2 separate regions of the Ovis aries genome follow, and region 2 is linked to region 1. The links are chromatin contacts, called in public Hi-C maps. All regions are on one chromosome and are shown on one strand. Each heading gives the region's core, a stretch centred on a gene start, on an enhancer-like site or on the middle of the called end of the contact. The rest is flanking DNA. Distances are from core to core; before and after follow the strand shown. Region 1 overlaps WWOX (WW domain containing oxidoreductase). Region 2 holds the start of MAF (MAF bZIP transcription factor).

Region 1 (4,659 bases), core at 1,465-3,964:
GTAATTATTGAAATAGCAAATGGGCATTAGGATAATTGGTTTGTGGGCAGAAATAGTAGCTTATTATTGCCCTCCACCAACACCTTACTGCATATTTGATGTACTTACTTGATTGAATCTAGCCGCCTTCCTGATTATAGCATCCCCTTGGTGTGGATGCCCAGCACTGCATTGCGGGGGCAGTGCCTGGGTCCCAAGGCATCACTCTTGACTGTCTTTCACCAGACACTGAAGTATTACACTTCAGAAAAGGCAAAAAATAAAAGGTAGACTAATTATATGCTGCCAGTAGTAAAACTTGCGAAAAAGATGTTTCAAGAAAATTCGATATTTTTAGAAAATTGTCAAGGGTCATCGACCTAAAGAGAGTAGAAACAGCTTTGTTAGACTTTCTACCTTGTGATTGAAGGCTTACTCGTACTGCTTTGTAAATTTTACCCGGTCGTTGGTGGGGCTCACTCTAGTACTATCAGAGCTTATAAAGTAAGGGGTGAAGGTAACACGTCTCCACCCACCTTGGGGCGAGGTTTGCTGGAGGGACACCTTTTCCAAGCTTCACATGCCCTGCCCACAGAATTTGTGATAAATAAAACGCTTGCCGTTTCTCTTTGCGTGGCGTATGCATAATGCTAGTGCTGGGTGAGGGAATGGTTCAGAGACAGAAAAGGCTGCATACGTTCGGCTTAAAGGGAAGTTAAGTGACATGCAAAAATTGGGAGCCTTCTGTGATAAGAAAAGCCTAGCAGGGATGTTATGCTGTCTTGCTGCCTCAGTGGAAGAGCATGGCGGTGTTTGGCATGGTGATTCCGCGTCCTTTTTTCTCTTAAATTCAAAGTCCTCAGCCATCCGTCTCTCCTTCATTGGCATTGAGAGATAAGCGCAATAATGATTGAGTTTAGATTGAATATCACGGAGGCGAAAGGAATAATTCTGAGGCCTTTTAGTCTATTAACTATATGAGGCTTCTTAATAGTTTGGCTCAAGGCAAAAATGATTTTATTCTAGTTTCATCCTCGTTGAGTCAATAATTAACCGAGTTTGATTAAAACTGAATTTTACCAAGTCTAACAACCATCTGGGCCTCTTGCCTTGCGTGTGAGAAATGGCGCGTGCCTCGCTGGGAACAGTTCCCGGGGTCCAGGGCGGGGCGTGGGCCTCGGCTCCGGCTCCGCTGTGAAGCCTGCGCTCGGGGCGGCGGTGGTGTTCTCTGGCGCCCGCCTTGCTCCCCGCTGGACGGGCCTCCCACACACGGCGCTGCCTCTCCGGGAGGGACTGGTCCTCGGGGAGCCCTGCCTCCCCGCCAGCCCCTGCTGTTTTCCTTCCTCTTGGCCCCCGTGCCGCCTCTCTGCCTTTCACCTGAGCTGGCTCTCCGGAAGGACCGGTGGGACGGGTGGGGCTTTGCTGAGCTGTGGCGAGCGGCGAGACTCGGGTGCTGGGTACGGAGGGCCCCCTGCATCGCCGCTCAGACCCGCTCCCGGCTCCCCTCGGACCGCTGCTCGCCCGAGCCGGGCGGCTTGGCTCGCCAACCTCTCGCCTCCAGGCTCAGCGTCGTCGCGAGCGAGGGCCGGGCTTTATCCGCCCGTCTCCAGCACAGGACTCGACAGCAGCAGGGGTAAAGCTTATCCATGGGGTGGGCCTGGGAGCAGACGCCAGTCCAGGCAGCCCAGGGGCCGTTTTCTCTGGACGTCGAGACCTTGGGGTTTCATGCCACGGGGTTGGGTTCTTCCCTCACTTTTCCTCTCTATGTGCTGTAAACAGCCTTTCTTGCTTTTGGCTAGCTGGGATTACGTAGTCCCACATCCTGGCCATTTTCACTGCCTTGAGTCTTTTAGGATGGAGCTAAGACAGGCAGAAGGGAGGAAGTGGGTCGAAACTTTGATTTCGCACAAGGATGAAGAATAACAAGTAAAAAAAAAAACAAAACAGTGAAACAGAGGAGCAGGCAAGAGAGGTGGGAAGCGCCTCTTGAGGGTCTGGTGCGTGGTGCCAACGCGGGAGCTCCAGCTGAACCCTCTGCAGCTTTGCAGCAGCAGCCTGGGTGAGCTTCTGCTGACAGTCCCCGCGATACTGATTGTGTTTGCGAGTGTGTGTGCAGCGGGGAAAAGACGGGCCTTTGAGACAACTGTATGGGTTGCTTGGCATTTAGTGTGGGTGTTAAATCTCCATCCTGGTTGCCGAGATTAAATTGAATCGGCCCCCATGGCCGTTCAGCTTCACTGCGCAGAAAACGTAGCCAACATTTTCACACTTCTCCCTCCCTCTCACCTCTCCTTCTCTCGTTCCTGTCTTTCCCCCTTCTGTCTCTCTAAAGAACATATTGCGTGCTGCTCACTGAGTGGGTGCCATTCCACTAAGTCAGGCAGACCCCTGGCAGGATGTTCCAGGTACATGGTATCAGAGCGCCTGGCTGAGACAGACACCCGAGCGGCCGTGTGACGGGGTGAGCGGATGCCTCATGACCGATTACAAAAGGGGGAGTTCATTTTGGGTGTCCTCGATTATTTCCCAACTGCCGCCGTCCAGCTGGACTGACTCTTTTGAGAACACACGGATGTTTGTGCTGGAAGCTCCAGTCATATCATTTAATCCCAAAGCTTTTTTTTTTCTCTGTATGATGAATTATTCAGGCAATGTTTTCCAAAGTTGTCATCAGCCAGGACAGACCCAGAGAGAACGCGTGTGACCACACCCGCGCGGGCCCCGAAGGGAATTGGTGTTTTCTGGCTCCAAGAAGTTCCAGAAGAAAGGATTCAAAGCCAGAGGCTGTCCTCCGCTAGGCAGTGAGCAAAGGAGATACCACACTCAGGCTTGCTGATGTTTAGGCTGGAGTAAAAGCCAGCCAGGGAGATGTGAGCAGCCCTGCGGGGGTGGGGATGGGGTGAGGCTTTTTATCCTCAAGTGGTCAGCAGTGTCAGGCAGGGCAGAGGGTCAACTGGGTGCCAGCAGCTGAGGTTCTCTATCAATGCCCACAGAATTTTAAACTTGGAACATAAGCACCCTCCCCTCTGCATAGATTTTTTTTTTTTTTTTTTTTTTTTTGGTATCATGAAGAAGTTTTTGGAAGACTGCCTGTCTGTTGTAAAAGAAAAAAGAGGCAGACAGGTCAGTTCAGATATCTGTGTTTGTGTAAACATTTCGGCATTATCGGTACAAACCATCAGATGGTGGGGCTGAGGACGACCACAGCCCGCCGGCCACAGCCACACACAGGGGTCTGGATAGGAGCGTGGGAGGTAGGGCAGAATGCAAAGTAGAGGCCATGATGCTGAGTCGAATGAATGCCGGCTCCGCCTCGCCCAGCTTCTCTCCTCATTGTACTCCGGCTTTGTAGCTGGCTCTCTTCCCAAACAGTGGTACTCAGCTTTGGCTGTGCACTAAGACCGCTGGGAAATTCTTTATAAATAGTGATGCTCCAGGCTGATTGAACCCAGATCTCTCAGAGAGAGAGAGAGAGAAAGAGAGAGAGAGATGTCCTACTGGAGTTTTCTGTGGAAAGTTTTTGGGAGCGTGGAGCAGAGTCAGTTCCCCTTTGAAAAAGCCACATTGGGCTTCCTGCTTGATGCAGAGTTTTTCTGTGCTTCTCTGGAGGCTGTTACCCTTTCCTCATCTTCTGTCTCCCTGGAACACTTTTATGTCCATTAGAACTTTGCAGGGCCTGCCTGCCCTTTGCTCTCCAATATCCATTAACAACAACAACAACAAAAAACCAAAACAGCTTTATTCACACACAATGTACCAGTCCACAGTTCATCCATGTAAAGTGTAAACTTAAGTATTTTCTTGGTATATCCACAGCATTGTGCATCCATCCATCACCACCACCAATTTTAGAACATTTTAATTAGCCCAAGAAGATCCACACTCCCTAGCCGTCATCCCAAACACCCCTTCTTCCAGCCCTTGGAATCTGTCTTGATGGGTTTGCCAGTTCTGAACATTTCCTATAAATGGAGTTATGTAATCAAATTACAAACATCCGTTGGATCATCGAAAAAGTGAGAGAGTTCCAGAAAAATATCTACTTCTGCTCTATTGACTATGCTCTTTGACTGTGTGGACCACAGCAAACTGTGGAAAATTCTTCAAGAGATGGGCATACCAGACCACCTGACCTGCCTCCTGAGAAATCTGTATGCAGGTCAGGAAGCAACAGTTAGAACTGGGCATTGAACAACAGACTTAGTTCCAAATCAGGAAAGGAGTACGTCAAGGCTGTATATACCTAACTTATATGCAGGATGAAGCACAAGTTAAAATCAAGATTGCTGGGAGAAATATCAATAACCTCAGACATGCAGATGACACCACCCTTATGGCAGAAAGTGAAGAAGAATTAAACAGCCTCTTGATGAAAGTGAAAGAGGAGAGTGAAAAAGTTGGCTTAAAACTCAACATTTAGAAAACTGAGATCATGGCATCTGGTCCCATCACTTCATGGCAAATAGATGGGGAAACAATGAAAACAGTGACAGACTTTATTTTCTTGGGCTCCCAAATCACTGCAGATGGTGACTGCAGCCATGAAATTAAAAGATGCTTGCTCCTTGGAAGAAAAGCTATGACCAACCTAGACAGCATATTAGAAAGCAGAGACATTACTTTTCCAACAAAGGTCCGTGTAGTCAAAGCTATGGTTTTTCCAGTAGTCACGTATGGATG
Region 2 (4,976 bases), core at 1,255-3,754, 950 kb after region 1:
AGTTCTTTAAAAAAAAAATCCAAACAAAATAAAACACACACACACAGAAAATGAACACCAGCTCATGAACTGAAGAAAAAAAAATACGTGAATGATGCAGGCTTCAAAGGTGAGCATGAGGAACTCTGTTGAGATCTTTGAACATTGAGCAAGTGAAAGGGGTGGGGGGGGGGATGTTAAAAAAAAAAAAGCCAGCAAGTTATGGAGAATTTCAGATTGGCAATCCATGAGCCAGACCACCAGCCCCTCCCCGACTCAAAAACAGCCGCCACCACCACCATCATCTCGGAGCAGTGTGTGTGTGTGTGTGTGTGTGCGCGCGTGTGTGTGTGCGCGTGCAGGGGGCAACTGGGGGGGGCAAGTTGGGGAGGGGAGGGGGCGAGGTGGTGGCGAGCAAGGCGCTTGGAGCTGCAAGCCCACACCCGAGTCGGACCCCCACGGAGCGCGTAGCAAGGGGGCGAGCTGGGGCCGCGTGTCAGACTCACATGAAAAACTCGGGAGAGGACGGGTTGTCGCTGCTCGAGCCGTTTTCTCGGAAGCCGCTGCTCACCAGCTTCTCGTACTTCTCCTTGTACGCGTCCCTCTCGCGCACCAGCCTGGAGATCTCCTGCTTGAGGTGGTCGACCTGCTGCAGCAGCTGGTTCTTCTCGGACTCCAGGACGTGCCTCTGCTGCACCCGCTTGAAGCGGCAGGACTGGGCATAGCCGCGGTTTTTCAGGGTCCGCCTTTTCTGCTTCAGCCGAATCACCTCCTCCTTGCTGACCCCGCGCAGCTGCCGGTTCAGCTCGCGCACCGACATGGTCACCAGCTGCTCGTCGGAGAAGCGGTCGTCGAAGTGCAGGCCGCCGGCCGCGGCGTGATGAGGGTGCAGGGCGCCCCCCGCCCCCGCCGCGCCCCCGCCGCCGCCGCCGCCGCCCCCGCCGCCGCCGCCGCCCCCGGCGCTGGCCGGGCCGCCCGAGCCGCCGCCCGAGCCGCCCGCGCCCCCGGCCGAGGCGGACGCGCTGCCCGCGGCGCCCGGCGCGCCGGCCGTCGGGTGGTGGTGGTGGCCGGCGGCGTGGTGGTGGTGGTGGTGGTGGTGGTAATGCGGCGCCGCGCCGCTCTGCGCGGCGGCCGCGGCGATCACGGCGGACACCACGGCGGCGGCGGGGCCCATCTCCTCGCCGCTGCCGCCCAGGGAGGCGCCGGCGCCGGCCCCGGCCGCCGAGCCCAGCTGCTGCGCCCCGCGCGCGTAGCCATCGAAGCCGCCCTGGAGCTGGTGGCTGTTGCTGATGAGCGCCTCGACCGCGTCCTCGGGGCTGAAGCCCAGCGCCTCGGGGTTCAGCTGCTGCGGGTAGCCGGTCATCCAGTAGTAATCTTCCAGGTGCGCCTTCTGCTCGCTGCCTGAGCCCGGGCTGGGCGCCGAGAAGCTGGGCGAAGGCGGCACCGAGCTGCACGGCGTGCTCATGGGGGTGGAGGACAGTGAGCCCCCGGCGATGAGACGGCCGCACTGGCTGATGATGCGGTCGGTCTCCACCGGCTCCTTTTTCACTTCAAACTTCATCAGATCGAAGTCATTAACATATTCCATGGCCAGGGGACTGGTGGGCAGGTCGGAGTTGCTCATTGCCAGTTCCGATGCCATTCTCCTGCCGCCGCCGCCGCCGCCGCCGCCGCCGCCGCTCCGCCAGATGGGCTGCAGGAGAGGGGCCAGCGGGCTGTGCTGGGTGGCCAGCGGGTGAGCCAGCTTGCCGGGCTGGGGCGCTTCTAGCTTGCGCGGCGGTGGCTGGCCCGAAACCTCCGAGCGCGCACACACACACACACACACACCCCCGCCGCCCTGCCCGCGCCCCCCGCGCCCGCCCTCCCTCCCCCCCGCCCCGGCTCACGCCAATGTGCTCGCTCGCTCGCCCCGGCCCCTCCTCGCCTGCTCGCCTCCTAGCGCGCCGAGTCGGCGGCTTCAGGCTCGGGAAGGTCCTCCGCGGGCTGCGGTGGCGGTGGCGGCGGCGGCGGCGAAGCCGGAGGAGCCCGGCTGGGTGCGCGGCGTCCCCCGCTCGCCGCTCCGCTGCGCGCTTTGCATAAGGAGGGCTCGGCTCGGCTTGCTGGCCCCGGCTGCAGGCGGGGCGCGCGCGGCTGCCGTTCGGGGCTGCAGGCGCGGCGGGCGGCTGTCCGGGCGGCGCAGGCCTTGGCACCGGGGAGTTAACACTTCATGCTTCTCGCCTCCTCTTCTGCCTGGCTCTTTTTTAATTTAAAAAAAAATTTTTTTTTTCTCTCCTCTCGCTCAACCTCGCGCTCTTCCTCCCTCCGTGCAAAGTGCAAGACAGAGGTGCAGCCGGGCTGGAGGAAAGGGGGGGGGGGGAGTTGAGTTCTTTCTTGCTTTTTTTTTTTTCTTTTAAAGCGAAATAGCGAAGTCCTGGGGAAAAGGCGAGGCGCAGAGCAAAAGAGGGGAGACCGCGCAGACGAGCAGCCGGAGCTATACGGCTCGAAGATGAAAAAAAAAAGATTTTAAAGCCTCTGATCCAGCAAGAAGAGTTTAAAGCTATTGCTGAGTTTTATAGCACTCGTGACGTCAGGCCCAAATGGGAAATTGACTGGTACTCCGGACCAATGGGAGGCAGCGGGAGCGCCCGCGATTAGCATAGGAGTCGAGAAACAAGGAAACTTTTCCGAGCTGTCAATCAGGGCCCAATCAGCTGACTGTCAGCTGGGACGGGCAGTCTTAACCCTTCCCAAGCCGCAGCCTCCGCGCGAGGTTGCAAAGACCAGAGCAAAGTTTGGTGCAAGAGGGGACGGAGTTTTCCGGAGGGGCTGCGGGAACCCGGGTGGACAGCGAGGACGGTTTGCTTTACTTCGGAGCTAGAGAGGCCTGCCTTCCGGAGCCCCAGCTCGCCTGCCACTCGCTCGGCCACGGTTGGCCTGCTCCCCGCCAACTCCTTCCTGACCGCCCCCCCCACCCCCGACACACACCCCCGCAAGGATCGTGAATTCGCCTGGCAGCTTTTTCTCCTTGCTCCACCTTAGGGCACCCAGGTTTCCGCCCGGGGGGAACCTTCCTTCCCCGGTGCCTGGCAATGCCCCGAGCGCAAACTTGGCCCCAACTCTTTGTCCCTCTCCCCGGTGCCCGCGCGCACCCGCGCGCGTGGGGGCGCAGGGGTCCCCACTGCGCGCTTGACCTCGCCCGGCCGCGCGCTTGCCAGGGCGGCTCCAAGTCCGCGGAGAGAGAGAGCCCGTTTTATCAGCCTCTTTTAAAGGATTTGAAATGAGTTGCTCAGGGGCCATTCCGCGCGGGGGCTGGCTGCCCGCTGGCTTCTCCCGTCCTTGGCTGGGGGGTGCGAACGCGAATTAACTCCGGGAAAGCTCGGTGTCAGGTCAGCCCGGCTCCTCACCCTCGGGCCTCTGACTCTGGCCCGAGTCTGGCCTTTGAGGCTCACTTCTCTTTCTCACACACACACGCACATACTCATCCACCCCCTTATGAAACCTGACTCCTGTTTATCAGGGTCCTGCGCGCCCTTTGCACTTTTACATTTCGCTTAATTATTTCAGACTTGATCGTGGGGAGGAACGGGGGCGAAAAAAGAACCAATAGCCCAGCCTTCACCAGCTCCCCTCGAAGGGTTAAGTTTTAAACCGCGGTTTCTGGGACGGGTCCGGAAACCCAGAGTGGGGGATGGGGAGGACGGGAGTAGGGGCTGCTTCTCCCCCTTGGGGGTGTTGCAGATGCTAATAACTAACTGTTCAGTTTTCTCGATCGATTCTTCTAAATCTTTGCAAAAAAAAAAAAAAGAAAAAGAAAGAAAAGAAAAAGGAAGGAAAAAAAAAAAAAGAAAGAAAGAACCAGCAACTCTGTTTCTAAGATTTTAAAGCGATAGGCCAGATGGAGAAGCCGAGATTTATTTGAGGGAAAGCAAGAGGGCGCGGAGCCGACCCAGCGTTTGGAAGACCAGCCTGCCTGCCTGGATGTTGGACTGTTGATTCCTCCAATTAATGAAATGCACTTGGTGTTAATCATATTTATCTTATTTTATGGGAGGGGGAGACGCTAGGAGGGTGCATTAAAAAAAAAAATCTGAAAAGCCTGCAGAACGGTCGAAGAGGGAAAACTATTGTTGGACCGAGTTGGTTCTTACCTCAACAGCGCCACCTTTCGGCAAAGGTCAGTTGAAATTGATCCGTGTCCAGTTTTGTTGATGAAATGAAAAGAAGCTGGTTTCCCTAGGTGGGAGGAGGAAAGAGGGGCGGAAAATTGGTTTGGCTGCAAGTGGGAGAACCTGACTTTGTCAGGAAAGGGGCTGAAGGCAGTGCTGGCAGGTGCGGGAAACATTTTTTTCCCCCGCCGACCCCTTTGACTGTGGAGAAAGAGGCCAGGGGACCCGGGAGACTTATGCAAGAGGATCCCGTGTAACAAACAGGGCCCCAAACCTCTTTAAAAAGTGCCAGGATGCATTTTCAACGGGCTTTATGGCAATATCAATAGAATTAAAGTTACTTGTAATTCAGTGATAAATGAGATGTCTCTAGTAAGTAAGATTAAGTGCAGTGCTATAAAGTTGTTTATCTGAAAAGTAATTCTCAGAAAACCTGACTTCTGACACTTAGTCATATATTAAGCCAGCTTCTTGAACATTGCACTTCAGAATGCTCTCACCCACCCGACTGCATACTTTACTATTTATAATGAGACCTTAGGTGTCACTCATTGGCTTCAGACACCAGATTAGACTTGTGTTCATTTCCCTCATGCTGGCAGCCTTGGGTTTCAGCAAACCCGGGAATCCCTAAGGAGAGACTCCCCAAAAGGCTTGCAGGCAAGTCGTTATCCTAAAAGGCCAGCACTGTTGGTATTTTCCAGAAAAGCACTTTTCTTTTCATCATTACTGCAGAGATGATGTTTATAAGAGTAGCTTGGGCTTTATGGGAGTACTTTGTTGGGATGGAATGAGATATGTCCATAACCAGTTTGGGGAAGAAAGAGTGAAGATTATGTCAATATTTATGCA

Evidence for each region. A called contact is a pair of places that touch in the nucleus more often than the background predicts.
Region 2: a contact with region 1 is called in a Hi-C map of tail adipose tissue, with 6 times the contacts expected there. The contact joins the promoter of MAF here to the enhancer-like site in region 1. A contact is called at or near these places in 5 of 16 Hi-C or Micro-C datasets (blood, hypothalamus, muscle and 2 more).

Annotation. Positions count from the first base shown.
Region 1 is chr14:5,074,132-5,078,790 of ARS-UI_Ramb_v3.0, forward strand. All of the region lies in intron 7 of WWOX (WW domain containing oxidoreductase), which reads left to right. Among named protein-coding and RNA genes, the nearest start is that of TRNAY-GUA, 270 kb to the left of the region's middle. Within about 2 kb of position 2,715, at least 6 of the 54 cell types and tissues checked have an H3K27ac peak or open chromatin away from gene starts, as enhancers often do. A contact at or near this core is called in tail adipose tissue, where this site is marked.
Region 2 is chr14:6,019,872-6,024,847 of ARS-UI_Ramb_v3.0, forward strand. It overlaps MAF (MAF bZIP transcription factor), which reads right to left and starts at 2,505. Exons shown (of 1, transcript XM_027977649.3): 1 at 1-2,505. The coding sequence starts at 1,621. The coding sequence ends at 482.